Regions from separate parts of the Pan troglodytes genome. Here region 1 is linked to region 2. A link is a contact called in public Hi-C data. All regions are on one chromosome and are shown on one strand. Each heading gives the region's core, a stretch centred on a gene start, on an enhancer-like site or on the middle of the called end of the contact. The rest is flanking DNA. Distances are from core to core; before and after follow the strand shown.

Region 1 (5,683 bases), core at 1,462-3,961, 200 kb after region 2:
GATTAATTTTATTGATATATTCATTAATTTGCCTCAAGCAGTGATACATAAGCTGTATGAGAGTAAGAACATGCCAGCCAGTTATCACCAATATTAATAATAGCAAAATAATACAGTATTAACTATGATTCCTCAGTCTGACTCTGTTCTAAGCCCTTTCCATGTATTAGGATCTCTAATCTTCACTGAAATCTCATGAGGTTGTTATTATTATCATCCTTATTTTTATAGACGAAGAACTGAGGCCCTTTCCATGTATTAGGATCTCTAATCTTCACTGAAATCTCATGAGGTTGTTATTATTATCATCCTTATTTTTATAGATAAAGAACTGAGGCATAGAGAATTTCAGTGACTTAGCCATAGTCACAAAGCTATTAAATGTTAAAGCTGGGATTTGAACACAGGTGAAGTGGCTTCGGACACCACAGTGCTATGTGTTAGTTACAGAAGTTACAAATCTGAAAGAGAGGAGTAATACTCCTTTCAAATACTCAACAGTTGGGAAGACAGGCAAGTGAAAGGAAAATCACAACAAAACCTAAGTTACATATTACAGGCATCAGAGGAGGGCCACTGCTGGGTCATCTGCATTTGCTTATATAGGAGTAGAAATTGTAGAAATGTGGAAGTAGCAAATGAAACATTTTCCAGTTTAAAGTATATTGAGTAACCGAAGTCTGTAAGACTGAATTCTTTTTCTGAAATCATTTTGATATTGATTTCCCATTCATTTGCCCTGGCAAAGAGAGAGATTATTTCATGAATGAAAGGTGATGTGAGGAGACTGAAAGAAGGTGAACCCAACCATCAGGAGAAAACCATTCTTTGCCTACTTTGAATAAATCATTTTGAAATAATGAGACATAATTAATGTCAGTGCTTTGGATTATATGAACGTTTGCAAAGATATCCAGTGCAATTCTAATGGCCAGAAATGGCAGTCTGATTACAGTTATGCCAAATAGCCATTCCATGCCTTACAGAATGTAGCAGTAAAATGAAATTAACTGTTGGCATCAAGTAGTAAGACTATGATTACAACCAATAGTGGCCAGTCTTTATTTAGTGCCATGAGCTAGTTCTGAGGGCCTTGTAGGAATTAGCTCACTTGATCCTCACAGCAAACCTGTTGAGATAGGTATTATTATGGAGCCCCATTTTACTGTGGAGGAAATTGAAGCCCAGAAAGGTTAAGCAACTGGCCTAAAATTACACAGCAATAAAGTGGCAGAGCTGGAATTTAAACCCAATCGTAGGATTGTGTAAATAAAGCAAACACATAATAACCACTATTCAGTGACTATGTTTGCCTGGTGCTGTGTTACTCACTTTCATGTAAAGGTGATGTGAGGAGACTGAAAGAAGGTGAACCTTTTCATGTATTGTCTCATTTACTCCTAAAACCCTGCTTGGTGGGTGTTAAACTCATGTTACAGATAAAGAAACCTAGACACAGATAAGATTAGGAAATTTTCCCAAGGTTATGTAAAACCAGGCCTGTCTGACTCCAAAGTCTATAGAAACTAGTAATTCATTAAACTCTTTCTAGTAGCAAGTGGGATACTGTTCTTCCTTCTCAGTAATTACGTTTACCACTTCAAGTTCTTTCCCTCTGGTACTTTTCTTTCATTCTTTGTGTTTTTATGATACACAGCTCAATAAAGCATAATATACAACCTGCTAGCATTTTCAGAGCCCAGATTGTGTGCTGGGCATTGTGCTAAATTGTTTTCTATTAATTACCTCATTTAATCCTTCCAGCAACCATACATCATAGGTACTATTATTAGCACCTTTTTATATATGAGGCAACTGAAGTTGAGAAAGACGTTCTTGGCAGAGGTTTGATGAAGAGTCTGGTGATGCAATTTTTCTGGAGAGAACATGCAGCATTTCAAAGCCTCATTGCCTTCCTCTGTACTGAGAATAAATGAACCCAGATTCAGAAGTTTTAACATTTTTGAACATTAAAAAATATTCAATATTATTTTAAAATGCTTTTTTTTTGGGGAATCAGGGTGGCTTGGAGTTGTATTCTTTGTGGTGTATTTCTTGAAAAGATCCATTGGCTAATCTGGCTAATTCAGGACACTTCCTCTTCCTCTCCTCTTTCTGTGGCTCTCTCTTCTGTTCTCAGGGCAGCCACCATTAGCATGTGTCTACTGAAGGAACAAGTGTGGTGGGGAACAGGGTGTTGGGTCTCTGGGAAACTTATTTGCATACTTCTTGTTACAAAAGCCAACCACATCCTGGTTAAGACAATGTGCTGTCTGATAAACAGACTGCATCCCCCAGTGTCTGCCTGGAGCTCAGCCAGCGTGTGGCCCGCCTTTGTCACAAGGTGCTGTTTATTCTGCCTGGAAGTCCAAGGACAGAACAAACCAGCTAAATGAACCTTTTATTTCTCCCATTCTCTGACAGAAATTCCTTGAGTCAAAAACATGTATTAATATTAGGTTAAGGGAAAAGCATCAGAATTCTCCAAATATGCCTTCCTAATCCTGTGGAAAACATATAAAAAGCTTTGGTTTTCCTCTCTAGCTACAAATTCTTTGGGGTTTGAGAAAACTAGGAAACTTGGAAAATATAGTGCAAGGACGATATAAAAATCATGGTTTGCCAAGACTTTTTGTTGATAAATATTTCTTTCCACATCTGTTTTCTATGTGTTCCCTTTCTCTTTTCCTCCCTCCCACCCCAGAAAACACAGACAAAAGGAAGTGGAGGCTTAAACAATTAACTGGTGACTGCAGGACCCATTGTTTAGGAATCTGGATAATTGAGTCCTAATTTCTCTGACTCCCTTCACTTTGGTAAATTATAGAAAGAAAAAGATTTTGAGACTCAGTCTCATTTTTGGCAGTTAAGGTAAGAAATCCATCTATGCTTCCCTTTTACTGATTTTTTTTTTCTTTTTTTTCTCCTCTCAAAACAATTCAACATTTCCTTCTCTGCTTATTTCAAATCTAAATGTGGTACATATTTTAAGACATATTTTAACCACAAATTTTATTGGTGACTGCAATCACTGAAAGGAAGGTACTCTGTGAACACAGAAATTGTTTTAATGTTTTTAATCAATAATTCCTATAAACAAATTTTGTCTTGAGGAAATAGAATATGCAGCTATTTCCTTTCTGCATTTACAGTGACCTCTGAAATATATTACAACCACTCATCTGTATCTAATCCCACATGTGTGGTGAACACTTTAAGTAACTTATTGACTAGAATCCTTCTGGAGGTATCTGTGGAGGATGATGATAGAGATGATGTTACAGAACAGTTTGAAAAAGACGCCAATTGGCATTTTGAAGGATTACCAACATTTCTAATAAAGTCTCTGAAGAGATTTCTGGCTGCTTAAGAACAATAATATGATAGAGATTGATTATTTTGAGGTTTCGAAGTTAAATACTTGCATGTGGTGAATACTGAGGCTTATTGTGAAAATGAAAATTAGACCTATGTAGAAATCCTTGTGGAGAATGAGACAGTCAGGACTTTTATCAACGCGGCTCTTTATACAACTGCCTCTTTGGAGAAGAAGTCGGTTCACTGTCCTTGTTAAATTTCAACTGCGGCTGATTCTGAATCTTGAGGACCATTATGATGTGAGAAAAGAAAAAAAACACTCACTAAAGGTTAATGATCTTTCCCTAATCTTTCAGAAAAGCTGATACTGACTGGTAGATAGTAATGCTCTGTCAGAATTGTAGAATGAATGAATCAAGCTGATATAATTCACTAACCATCTACCCAAGCCAGGATCTGTGTTAGAGCTTTAGAGGCACACCTTGTTTTATTGTGCTTCAAAGGTGCTGCGTTTTCTGCAAATTGAAGGTTTGTGGCAACCTTGCATTGAGCAAGTCTATCAGCCCTATTCTTCCCAACAGCATGTGCCCACTTAGTGTCTCTGTGTCATACTGTGGTAATTTTCACAATATTTCAAACTTTTTCATTATTATTATATATATTTTTAAATTTTACTTTAAATTCTGGGATACATGTGCTGAACGTGCAGATTTGTTACATAGGTATACATGTGCCATGGTGGTTTGCTGCAATTATTATTATATCTGTTATAGTGATCTGTAATCATGATCTTTGATGTCACTATTGTAATTTTGGTGGGGGCACCATGAACTGCCCCCATACAAGATGGTGTGTTCTGACTGTTCCACATACCAATGGTTTTCTCGTCTCTCTGGGGCCTCCCTATTCCGTCAGACACACGATATTGAAATGGGGCCAACGAATAACCCTTCAATGGCTTCTAAGTGTTCAAGTGAAAGGAAGAGTTGCAAGTCTCTCACTTTGAATCAAATTTGGAAATGAATAAGCTTAGTGAGGAAGGCATGTTAAAGTCAAGATAGGCCAAAAGGTAGGCCTCTTGTGCCAAACAGCCAAGTTGTGAGTGCAAAGGAAAAGTTCTTGAAGAAATTAAAAGTACTATTCCAATGAACACATTAATGATAAGATAGCACAACAGAGGCCGGGCATGGTGGCTCACTCTTCTAATCCCAGCACTTTGGGAGGCCAAGGCAGGAGGATCACTTGAGCCTGGGAGTTTGAGACCAGCCTGGGCAACATAGTGAGACCCTGTCTCTATTTAAAAAGAAAAGAAAGGAAAAGAAAGTGCAACAGCCTTATGTTGATATGGAGAAAGTTTAAGTGGTCTGGATAAAAGATCAAACCAGCTACAGCATTCCCACAAGCCAAAGCCCCAGAGCAAGATTCTAACTCTCTTCCATTTTATGAAGGTCTGAGAGAGGTGAGGAAACTGTAGAAGAAAAATTGGAAGCTAGCAGAGGTTGGTTCCTGAGGTTTAAGGAAAGAAGCCCTCTCCCTAACATAAAAGTGCAAAGTGAAGCAGTAAATGCTGATGTAGAAGTCATCCAGAAGGACTAGCTAATTGATAAAAGTGACCACACTAAACAATAGGCTTTCACTATAGACAAAACAGCCTTCAGTTGGAAGAAGATGCCACCTAGGACTTTCACAGTGTTACAGTAGGTAGTCAGGCAGACATGAGCAGGCCAGGAGAGGGCCTCCTTCCCAACAGGAATGTCAGGCTACCATCAGGTGATGGTCAGGTGGTTGTTAACAGTCTCTCTAAAATAATAATTGATTGCAGCCAGCGCCAGGGAAAGGCAGTCTCCCAATAGATAGAAATATCTGAAACTGGTGATCAGCAGCTTCCTGATAAAATCTAGGGGCTGGGTGAGTGGGCTCAAGCATATGCACTAAGAGGCAAAATATTGGAGTTTAACTGGTATTTGACCTTCTAGGAACATTCAACTGGTAAGAGAAGAACGCCTCAAGTGAGCACACATACATACAACTCCAGTAAACACACCGTGCATGCAGTCCCTCACAAGTGCTGGCAGCCACTGTGCATACGGACAGCCTGCCCAAGGGAAGAAATGGGAGATGTAATGCAGCCTTGGAAGCATGCCAACATATGACTCCCCAAATCAAAGGTCAAACCACGTACTTGATTTTCTTAAGTTGCCCACTTGGCCCTCTTCCAAGCGTACTTCCTTTCATTCCTGCCCTAAAACTTTTATTTTCTTTCCTTTTATTTTTATTTATTTATTTATTTTTGAGATGGAGTCGCACTCTGTCTCCCAGGCTGGAGTGCATTGGCACCATCTTGGCTCACTGCAACCTCAGGCTC
Region 2 (5,097 bases), core at 1,859-4,358:
TGAAGAACCAAATAAGATACTCTGATATGATATTCTATTTTTGATTTGTCTATTCCAATTACATTCACAAGAAACCTATCCATCACTAGTAAAATTTCATTACATCCCCAAATCTAATGAGATCTATGAAAAAAATACAATGAAATCAATTTTATTCTTTTAAATAGCCTATTTTAATACAATTCATAATATTAAGAGTGAATATGTAGCTTTTTGGCTTGATTCTTATTCTATGCTATTTTTTAGTGATGCTTTTTTATTGTTATTCATGTTCTTAACAATGCTCTGTGTTCTTTAGAGGCAATTCCAAACACAACTTTAATTTTTGAAAGTGCTCAGACATTTGAAAGTCCTGCGTGTGCGTGCGTGTGTGTGTTATGTATGTATATATTTATAGTTTCAACAGAACCATTTGCTATTGTAAATAAGGAGACTAAAAATGTACTTTGAACTAAAAATTTCCATACTTATATGTATATATGATTTAGATTCTAGAGTTTTGTTATTGTTTGCTTTGTTTTGCCAGACTTTAAGCTACTCCTGATATATAGTACCTGGAAAAATATTTCCTTTCCACTAAGTTTTTGGTCTTTAGGTGGCTTTTAAAAGTTTCTACGGAACCTTCAATTCCACAAAAAGTTATCCTCACTGCAGCATGAAAAGGCACAACTTTGATAATAAATGCCTAAAATCCCATAGTTTGTAAGAAAGTAGAAAGCAAGTTTCCTAAAGTGTTTTTTTCAGTCATATCAGCTATTACTAAGAATTATAAAACTTCTTGATAAATTTTTTCTATTCTAATTAATTGACTTTTAGCTAATTAAAAAATATACGGGTTTGTATTTTTTGCAAAATTATACAACTATATTACAAAATTGAAAGAATTTGGTTTTTTCTCCATGTGCTTGATTTTTGGGAAATCATATAACAAGCCAAGGTAAAGCAATTATTTAAAAAACCCACAGCAGAAAATTTCACCTTTATTACATATCCTTATATTACATTTGCAGTAAGGAGTGCCACCTTTTGAACTTTAGGTTTCACATATTCTGAACTTTGTTGTAAATAGGAACTGTAATGTTATATAATCATCTTTTTGTGTCAATATACGTTTTCCCTCTAGTTGGTCAGAAGTGATGGCTTGGCATACAACTTTTTTCATTTTCTTTTATTCTTCACAATTCTTTTCTAATTCAACTTAAGAGTAGAGTCCACCAATCCTTTTAATTGAGATCGACAACTAAAGATTGCTAACCAAATCCGAATGTATTCCTCTATGACAAACTGCATTTGCAGAATTTTTAGAGGCACTCCCGAAGTTTTAAGAGGATGTTTATTACACGAGTCTGTAGGGCAACATTTCCAAGTTGGTACACATAAACGAAAGAGGAAACGATAGTTAAGGAAATCCTGTTCCAGGTTTTCGGGCAGCCCGAGTGATTGACACATGATATCACCGGAGGCGTGTCCCGGAGTGGAGGTGGAGGTGGAGGCAAGGAGCTGAAATTCCGCGGAGCCGGAGTGAGACCGCTCTGTAAAGCACGCAGTGGTTTGCAGAGTGATTATCAGCTTCCCTGCCCTGGATAAGGAACAGCTACAGTCGCTGTTAAATGTGCCTGAAAAGCAATTTGCAATCTTTGCATTAGGTAAGTACCGTTTCCTTCCGTAGACATTTTAGGAAAGATAAGGTGAGAAATGTTGACTTTTGCAAGGAACTGAACATTTATTTATTTGAACTTGCTTTCCAGCTAAGGTTACTGGTTGCATTTCAAAACACCGGTAGCATTCCCACTGCTAAAACTAATGCTCTTAAAGTAAATGCTACCGCTAAAAGAAAAAGCAGGGTCCCTTTCACCTTTCCTTAACCGAACAGTAGACGTTTAAAGTCTGAAACGATCGAATTTGTGAAACACAGAGCCGTTAATGCCTTTATGCGAAGAGGGGCTAGCACTCGGTGTATGGACCAAATGCGTGTTTGTTTAGGCATTGTTGGCGACCGAAGCCCGAGCGAAGCATTGGTTTAAAACCTGAATTTCCCGTCTCTGTGTATTGATTCCTAACGCGCAGAGGCGTTGCTTGAACGTTGTTTGAACTCCTAGGCATTCCAGGGGGCAAAAGCACCTCGGCAAAAACGTGCAGGACTGCATGTTACTTTGGTTCGCGGCTGACACGCCGACTGTGCGCCGGCCTGTCAATCACTGGGAGCAGCAACAGGGAGCACATGGCAACGGGCTGCGGGCGAGCTGGCCAGCGGCCCGCCCCGGGTCCCAGCCTTTCGAAGAAAGGGACATTCACAAGCTTCTATCTCTAATTCTGTGTCGCAGGCATTTCGGCCGTGGAACCCCAGGCTCGGAGGACTGGGTGTGAGCGCTGCCCGGGAGAGGCTGACCTGCCGGGACCGGAGTGCCCGGGGACGCTGTGCCCCCACTTGCCCAACGTGCGGAATCGGCTAAGCGCGTCGGCCTGCGCGGGGGACAAGGGACGACGCCCGCCTTTCTCTCTTCGAGAAGGATCCCCAAACCTCACTCTCTTCACTCCTCCCCGCTAAAAAAAAAAAAAAAAAAAAAAAAAAAAAAAGGGTAAAAAAATCCCCCTCCCCCTCCTGGCCGCGGCAGCCTCTGCCTGGCAGGCGCGTGCTCCGAGGTCTCGCCGGGGTACTGCGCGGCTCCGTGATCCACCCGCCGACGCCGGTTCGGGCCCCGACCCGGGCGCTGCGGAGTCTCGAACGCCCGTGACGTGGATTTTTCGCTCGTCAGGAGGCCGCCATCCCTTCCTTCGTTCCTTGCGAGGAGCGACTAGAACCCGAGTTCTCTGAGCACACCGTGCCGTCAGCTGGCCCGTCACGCACTCGACTCCGCCACTCCCCTACTTGTTTTTCTGAGACTTGGGGAGCCTTCCTGAAAGGATTTGTAAAAACTGGTTCTTGGAAAGGGGCTGCAGGAGAAGACCTCCCGAGGTGGATGTTACTGAGCCGCCCGGCGAGCACCAGCCGTGAGAGGTCCGGGCCCGGCCGCGCGGAGCCGCGGGAGAACTGCCCTCCGCAGCCGGAAGGGGGCCGCGGGGAGCGCTCCTGGCCGGTGGCGGCGGGGGCGGGGGAGGCCGCGGGCCGAGGCGCTCCAGCTCCGGCGATGCCGCCTCGCCCTCCCCGCCGCGGTTGATGCGGCACGTGCACGCCGCCGCCCGCACCAGGACCTGGGCCGGGTCGCACGGCTTGGCCCCCGGCCATCGCTTCGGCTTAGGTGAGTGTGTGCGGCGGCCGCCCTCGGCCCGCTGGGCTGTAGGCGCGCGGGCGGGGCTCGCTCGGCGCGGCAGGTGCGGACTCGGCGGCGCTGCTGCCCGAGCCAGGACTCCGGGAGAGGAGGGGAGGGGAGGGACGACCTCGCTCGGCGCGGCCCCTCCCGCCGCTCCCTGCCCCCTGGGGGCGGCGGCTTCTGGGGGCTCAAGGTTGGGTGGCGGGGTGGGCGACGGTCCGCGGCTGCGGAACGTAACAGGACAGGGTCTCCTCCATCCCCGATTACCCGGAGCGGCGGCGCGGTGGCCCAGGTTGTTCTCTCGGAGAGCCCTTCACGCCCAAGGGGGATTTCAGGCGGCTCTGGGGATGTCCCCGGGGGCCCTCTTTGGAGGAGTGTGCGTCAAGCAGGGGGACGACAAAGGCTGTGTGTGTGCGTGTGTGTGTGTGTAGGCACATCTCCGGAATTCGCCGATTATCCCCTCGATAGAATTAGGCAGCCCCAAAGCCAGCCGCAACTTTCTTCTGGTTTGGAGCTCAGTGCAAAGACAGGGGAAGGGAGAGGGCACTGCCACTTTAAAAGTGGGGAAGTCGGCCGGGCGCGGTGGCTCACGCCTGTAATCCCAGCACTTGGGGAGGCCGAGGCGCGCTGATCAACTGAGGTCAGGAGTTCGAGACCAGCCCGACCAACTGATGAAACCCCGTCTTCACTAAAAATGCAAAAATTAGCCGGCCGTGGTGACGCGCGACTGTAGTCACAGCTACTCGAGAGACTGAGGCGGGAGACCCGCTTGAACCCGGGAGGCGGAGGTTGCAGTGAGCCAAGGTCGCGCCACTGCACTCCAGCCTGGGAGACAAAGTGAGACTCCGGCTCAAAAAAAAAAAGTGGGGAAGTCCGCCCTCCTGAGCTCATGGTAACCTCAGCCTCCTCCCCTCCTCCTACCAGAGAGAGGGAGAAAGAACTTGTTTTCATTCATAACTTTTTCCTTTTCCTTCTTCCGTCAACTATTTATTCAGTGCGGATTGCAGAGGGCGCAGCTCCACCGTGGTAACTTGCAATGTGGCCGCCCCTGCGCTGGCTGCTTTCTCCTCGGCCCTCGGTGAACCCAGCTTTTCCTTTAAAGCATAGACAAATCCTTGCTTAGGGTCAGCCAGACCGTGGGCTTGCTTTGGGCTCCCGCGTGGACGCTGAAGACTCTTCATGATTTGTCAGAAACCTTGGTGGGCCACGCAAAAAGTGTGTTGGAAATCCACGGTGATCCTTAGTATGGTGATGGGATTGTCCGAAAAGGTATTCTACTTCCATTCGCGTTTTCTTGGGGAAGGCAGTGTGCCGAGCGCGTGTGAGCGTGTTTGGGGCTTGTCCAAGACTGTCACTGCTTGAAAATGGGCTTTTCTTCGGATCGGAGGTGGCGAATTTTCTTTGCTTTTAATTTTTTTGTCTGGCAACTTCATTTCCCAGCCAGTATGAAGTTTGTTACAACTATCATTGGAAATGCAAATTAAAGTTGTGCCTGGTGTTATGGGTTACACTATTCAAATCCTCTACGGTTTTGTGAATCTGGCTTAGTACTTTTAGCTGCCTTTTGCTTTGAAAGCACTGAGTTAAGAAGTTCTTGAAGAAGAGGAATAATCGTGCAGGAGTCAGGATTAGATGTTGAGGACTCCAAGACTAAATCCCCGCAGGTTATGAATGTGTTACTCCTCATGCGCAAAGAAGGTGGAATAAAGTAGAAACTTGAGAGAGCTGAGTTGTGAAAACGAGGGGGAGCTCCAAGAAGTTAACATGTAAGACATAGTTTAGAGACATTAGTTTAGGAAATATAGGAAATGGACTTCTTTCTGCGTTATTCCTTAAACCATGTTTT

Evidence for each region. Hi-C and Micro-C count contacts between places; a contact is called where the count stands out from the background.
Region 1: a contact with region 2 is called in a Hi-C map of stem cell-derived neural progenitor cells, with 3 times the contacts expected there. The contact joins the enhancer-like site here to the promoter of SPRY1 in region 2. A contact is called at or near these places in 1 of 7 Hi-C or Micro-C datasets (stem cell-derived neural progenitor cells) and 1 of 1 datasets of contacts at active chromatin or transcription factors (stem cell-derived excitatory neurons).

Annotation. Positions count from the first base shown.
Region 1 is chr3:124,771,855-124,777,537 of NHGRI_mPanTro3-v2.0_pri, forward strand. All of the region lies in intron 3 of LOC104006192 (a long non-coding RNA gene), which reads left to right. Among named protein-coding and RNA genes, the nearest start is that of TRNAC-GCA, 92 kb to the left of the region's middle. Within about 2 kb of position 2,712, at least 7 of the 24 cell types and tissues checked have an H3K27ac peak or open chromatin away from gene starts, as enhancers often do. A contact at or near this core is called in stem cell-derived neural progenitor cells, where this site is marked.
Region 2 is chr3:124,570,724-124,575,820 of NHGRI_mPanTro3-v2.0_pri, forward strand. It overlaps SPRY1 (sprouty RTK signaling antagonist 1), which reads left to right and starts at 3,109. Exons shown (of 2, transcript XM_517428.8): 1 at 3,109-3,239.